Regions from separate parts of the Bos taurus genome. Here region 2 is linked to region 1. A link is a contact called in public Hi-C data. All regions are on one chromosome and are shown on one strand. The core of a region is the stretch at or near the end of the contact, and the rest is flanking DNA. Distances in the headings are between cores, read along the strand shown.

Region 1 (2,700 bases), core at 158-2,657:
CCTCTTGGGCAGCCCCAACGACTTGCCGGTCTGGCCCGGGATATGTAACCCAGGTAGAAAGCCTTGAGCCCTGGCCCTGGCTGCAGAGGCGTGAAGTTATTATTGGCGTGGGGTAGGGATTCGTGCTTCCTGTGCACCGCCCTCTTTCAGCCGAGTGGCCCCAAGAGTTTAGGGCACTCTTATCGCTGGGGTAGGGGGTTGGGGGCTGGGCATCAGCAGTGACTGCCTGGCCCCCCTGGGGAATGGCCTTTGGTCCAGATGGGGGAGAAACTTGGACGCGTGGCCCAGGACTGAGTCCTGGGAGACCCCTCCCTGAAGGAGCAGCCCCTTGGATAGAAGGTGTGTGACCGCAAGCCTAGGAGCGCAAAAGCCCCTGTGGTTCTGGCTGGGACACAGGGAGAAGGCCTCCAGGAGGCTGTCCCCGGCAGGGAAAGCTGGAGTTGGAGACCCGGGAGACAGGGCTGGAGCCCAGCTCATGGGCTGTGGTAGCAGCACCCCTGCCCCCCGCAGCCAGGAGGTTCTGTGACCAGAAGGCATGGTGGTGGGCACCCGCGGGTCTCTGTCACTTGGCCTGCACTTCCACACGCCCTAGGTGCCCCTTCTCCCTCTCAGGTCTCTCTTTCTCCCTCTAGATACAAAGCCTGGGAGAGTCAACCGCGCGAGATAAGATCACAATTTCAGCCCGTCCCGACAGAGCGATCTTATCAGGATAGGACTTGCAGAATGGAATATTTTAAACTTTATCTGAGCCCAGATCGGGGCCGCCTTATCGCTGCACCATCTCTGGGATGCGGGGGAGGGGCAGGGCGCGAGGTGGCCGCGCCCCCAGCCACCCCGTTGCGGCCCTCTGGGCGGACACCCCCTCCAGGCCGGACCCCCGATGCTGGAGCCCAGACGCGGGGGCCCGGCCCGCCGGCAGAGATTAGATTACGGCGCGCTTGGCACACAGCGCGGGGGGCGCGGCGCGGGGTGAAGGTCGCGGGCGCCGCGGGCAGAGCGGGGCGGGCCGGGGAACGGGTAGTGGGGGCGGCGGGGGTCGGGGCCGGCGGGCAAAGTTTGACTCACGCTTGATCTGCCGGGGGTTGCTCTGTTTCCTCCTGGACATGTCTCCGGCGCCGCGCGCCCTCCCGGCGGCCGCCTCTAGCCCCTGGTGGGCGGCGGCGGGCGGCGGGGGCGCGGCGGGGCCGCGGGGCGGCTCATGCCCCCGGCCCCTCGGCTCCACGGCCGCCCCGGCCCGCGCCCCCAGCCCGCCGCGTCCGGCCCGGCGCCGCTGAGGAGGCCGGAGTCTAGTCCCTGCTGTACGGCCGCGCAGACCGCCGGGGGCGGCGGGCGGCGGGCTGCTGTCGGCTTCTCCGCTCCCGCGCAGACGCCGCCGCCGCCGCCGCTCCGCTCTTCTCAATGGAACCTGCGGGTAGCGCGCGGCGGACCTGGCGGCCTCTGCCAGGGCGCTCGGGGCGTGGGGGCGGGGCGTGCGCGTCACGGCGCCGCGCCTCCGGGCCCGCCCCCGCCTCTGGCCCCGCCCCGTCGCCGAGTCCGGCCCTTATCTCCGCCCGTCGCCCCGCCTCCTGACCCTCCTCTGGCTCCGGCCCCGCCTTCATCCCCGCCCCCAGAGCCGCGCTCCGCTCCCCCAGCGCAGCGCGCGCAAGCCCCCGGGCGGTCTTGCTTCCTCGCGGCCTTGGCCTCTCCCCGCCTCGGCTGGCCCCGCCCCGACACCCTGGCTCGCCCTCTTGCTTCCTCGCTGAAATGGTCCCGCCCCGCCTTCTGGCCCCGCCCCCAGGGAGCTGGCCCCGGCCCTGGGTGAACCTGTGGCCTCCTCCACACCTCTTTTGGCCCTGCTGCTTTGTCCCCAGGCCTGGCTCAGACTCTGCGACCCAATACACTCCGCCGCTCCGGATCACCGCGCCCGACCGGGCTCAAGCTCTCTCTAGACCCGCCCCCCGATGCCAGCCCCACCCCAAGCCTGACCTGACCTGGTTCGGCCCCTAAACTCCGAGGCTCCGCCCAGAGCACACCCCAAAGCCTGGGCTCCGCTCACCGCTCCATCACTACGCCCCGCTGCTCTATAATTCCGCCTTCAGGGCCTCTGACCCGCCCAGAACTCCTAGGCTCTGCGACCACCCTCCTCGGCCCGCCGGGTAGGGGACAATGAGGGCCGGGTCAAGCAGCCCGAGGCCTTGACGTCCCACATTGCCTGGGACCAGATTTGGGGTGTGGAGCCGGCTCTGGCACGGTGGGGATTCCGCCCAAGACTGGTGGAAGCAGCATCCGAGGGGTTCGCCACCTCCCGTGACCATAGCCCCAAATGGAGAGCGAGGGACTTCGGACCCTCCTCCCTTGGACTCAGATCTGGCTGGAAATCCGGGAGGCCGCAGAATCCAGCGGCCTGTGCTTGCTCCCCGCCCCCTCGCAGCAGCCCCCAGGCGTTGCCCCTCTGGGTCTCTCCTTCCCAGGCCGTGCCTTTCCAGGACGCCCCCGCTGGACGCCCAGGAAGTAGAAAGGAGCGAGGTTCCCACGGTCAGTACTGCCTGTTCCAGCCGTGGACACGGAGGCCAGCCCTTCTGTCCTTTGGAATATGTTCATGGGATCCCAGAGGCCCCCCACTTTCCAGGAGGCTCAAGGTCACACAGCATCAGAGTCGTCCCTGGGAGCTCAACTGTATTCCTTTAATATTCTTGGCCTGCATTTGGTGCCTGCCCTCAC
Region 2 (2,700 bases), core at 183-2,682, 54 kb before region 1:
GTGGCCGGCTGGTTTCCATGGTGCCCCCTGCCTCCTTGGGGTTCCTGAGTGGTCCCCCAGGGTGTGCCTGCTCTTTTGGGCCTCCCTGCGCCAGCCTGTCTGAGTGGGAGGGCCCTTTTCCAGGAGAGAGGAGCCAAGCAGACCGGAACAGCCCGGAGGGCTGGGTAGCCACTCACCAAGCCCTGGAAAGGCCTCACAGCTTGGCCGGCACGGCTGTTTCCACAGCAGCCTGCAGGGGGCAGCCGCGGCTAACAGGACTCAGTCCAGCTCAGAGGCTGCCAGGAGCCTGCCTTCCCTAAGAGGCAAGGCCCCAGGCCACCTTATGAGAGCATTCAGCACCCCAGGGACCCTTATCCTACCCGGGCAGATGGGCCCTGCTGACCAGGCAAGGCAGTGCTAACCAGGCCGTTTCCCAGTCAGGTGTCCAGGCCCCTAGCTGGTCACCTGCTGCCAACCCAGGCCCTCCAGTGCTCTCTGGGCCCTTAAGAGTACCCTCAAGCAGGGAGGAGGGGTGGGGGTCCTCTGGAGAGGAGTACATGTGGCCATGTTAGCCAGGTCCATGGGGTCACCACAGGCAGAGGGAAAGCTCAGGTCCCTGGGTGCTCCTGGGGACCCCACATGGGGAGGGGCTCGGGTGGGTGTTGGAGCAGCAGCCCAGCCTGGTCCCCTCTTGCCCCCAGGACACTTAATTCATTGCACTCAGGCGATGGTGAGGGGGACACCCCCAGAACATTCTACCGAAGTGGAGCCCCTGTCGGGGAAGGAGGTGGGTTTCCTGTGGTCAGCAGGCACATGGCCCTTCCAGGTGGCCACGCTGTGGTGGATGGCCCTTGCTCGGGTGTAGAACTTGTCACGAGTCCGTCCTCCCACCCACCCTGGGACCAGAGCCTCCATCTGTAATGGGAGGTCCCCCGCCTTGATGCCCAGATCGTCACACGCTGGGAAGGCTGGTCTGGGCAGACCAGGGCAGGCAGGACCAGGACACCAGGGGTGCCAAGGACCCAGCCTGCCCCCCTCCCTCGAGAGCCACTCCTGGATGGCACAGGAGGGGCATGGGGGCGAGTGCTTTCCTTGTCCTCACAAGACAGAGGCCCCACATGGACCTGCTGGCCCTTGCCAGACCCGGCAGCCCACCAGGCCTGGTTCCTCTGCTGCCCTGGTGGTCTCCCAGAGGTCCTGAGGGCAGTCCTGGCCTCACTGGGGGGCTGCTCCCCCATGCCCGGGCAGATGTCTGTCCAGTCCCAGACTGACATTGATCGGGGCATGGCAGCAGTGGCCCAGGCAGGCTGGTTTGCCTTTAAGGGCTGCCCCAGGAAAAGCATGACCCCCCTCCTCCGGAAGCCGTGAGGGAAGCACCAGGATACCAACCCTTCCGGTAGATCTCCGCGTTGGCCTCAGCCTCGGCCAGGGGCTGGGGCAGTGTCCTCAGCCAGCAGGCCTCGTCCTCCAGCAGCAGGGTCAGGGCCGGGCTCTGGGGGCAGGAAGAGGGGTCAGCAAGCACTCAGTCATGCTCCCGGACACAGCAGAAAAAGAGGTAGACCAGGAGCGTTCTTCAGGGACCACGTGGGCAGAAGCCTGAGAGTTCACCCCATGGGTGTGCTGAGCACCGTGCTGGCAACAGGCACACTGCAGGGAGCCAGCGCCTTCCACAGGTCAGGCGCTGGGTTCACTGAGGAGCTGAGGCCCAGAGAGGTCGAGCAGCTCACCCAAGGTTGCACAGACAGACTGCCATTCGCTCCAGCCGCCCCCTCCCGAGTGGGCTGCTACCCCAGGCGCAGGCTGCTGGCGCGAGTGAGCAGGGGACTGGCCTGGAAGAGATGGCATCATCCCAGCCCTGGGGCACGCCGGTGCATCTCTGTCCGGTCCATTCTGGGGCTGGTAGGTGGCGGACATGTGAGGAACCTCTGCCTGGGCCCAGCAGCCCCACAAGGTCCCCGGGCAGCAAGACGTCCCCCTGCCTTGCTGGCTGAGCACCCAACCTCCCCGCGGCTCCCAGAGCATGGTCAGCCCCTTGCCCCCACCTTGCTGGTTGCACCCTCCTCCCACCTCACAGGTGAGGGAAGGGAAGGGAGGCAGCTCACTCCCCCAGTGGCCTGGGCTGAGAGTCCGGCCTTTGAAGCGCCCAGCGGGGAGCAATGCAGTACAGACCTCGCCCTGCTTGGCCCCAGGAGGTTGGAGTGACCACTGCCGCCCGTCAGGCTGCAGCCCCAGGGCTGGGTGGGTTCTGGACTGCTCCTCTCCAGTGGGATGGCCAAGCTCAGCCCCTGGGCGCCGTGTGCAAACTGTTGAGCTAACTGTAAGACCGTGTTACCTGCTGCCCCCTGGACGGGCCGTTTGTGCACCCTGAGGCACCTGTGGCAGCTGGCCAGGATGCTATGTGGTGGGATGTCTGGGGCAAGTAGCACTTGGAGGGGTCCTCTGATGGGTTGTGGGCACCAGCATGCCTGGTCCTAGCCCATGGCTTTATTAGGCTTTGCCTGCAGGGACCACATGGGCTCCAGAGCTGGGTACCAGGGTGCAGTCCAGACTCCCTGACTGGGAGACTTGGGAGGGCACTGGCCCTCAATGCACAGCGGCCTCACCGCACTCCTCTGCGCCTTGCCCTCATCCTGTGTTGGGCTCAGGCAGCCCGGCCAGTGGACTAGCTGCAACGCTCAGTCGTGGAACAGTCGAGTGGAGAATAGTCGGCCAGTGGCTCAC

The links. Hi-C and Micro-C count contacts between places; a contact is called where the count stands out from the background.
Region 2: a contact with region 1 is called in a Hi-C map of skeletal muscle, with 6 times the contacts expected there. The contact joins the enhancer-like site here to the promoter of ZFPM1 in region 1. A contact is called at or near these places in 2 of 11 Hi-C or Micro-C datasets (blastocyst and skeletal muscle).

What each region holds. Positions count from the first base shown.
Region 1 is chr18:13,718,601-13,721,300 of ARS-UCD2.0, reverse strand. ZFPM1 (zinc finger protein, FOG family member 1) reads right to left here and starts at 1,407. Exons shown (of 10, transcript XM_024978915.2): 1 at 1,066-1,407. The coding sequence starts at 1,105.
Region 2 is chr18:13,772,448-13,775,147 of ARS-UCD2.0, reverse strand. ZFPM1 (zinc finger protein, FOG family member 1) reads right to left here. Exons shown (of 10, transcript XM_024978915.2): 5 at 1,369-1,471. Among named protein-coding and RNA genes, the nearest start is that of ZFPM1, 54 kb to the right of the region's middle. Within about 2 kb of position 1,432, at least 17 of the 102 cell types and tissues checked have an H3K27ac peak or open chromatin away from gene starts, as enhancers often do. A contact at or near this core is called in skeletal muscle, where this site is marked.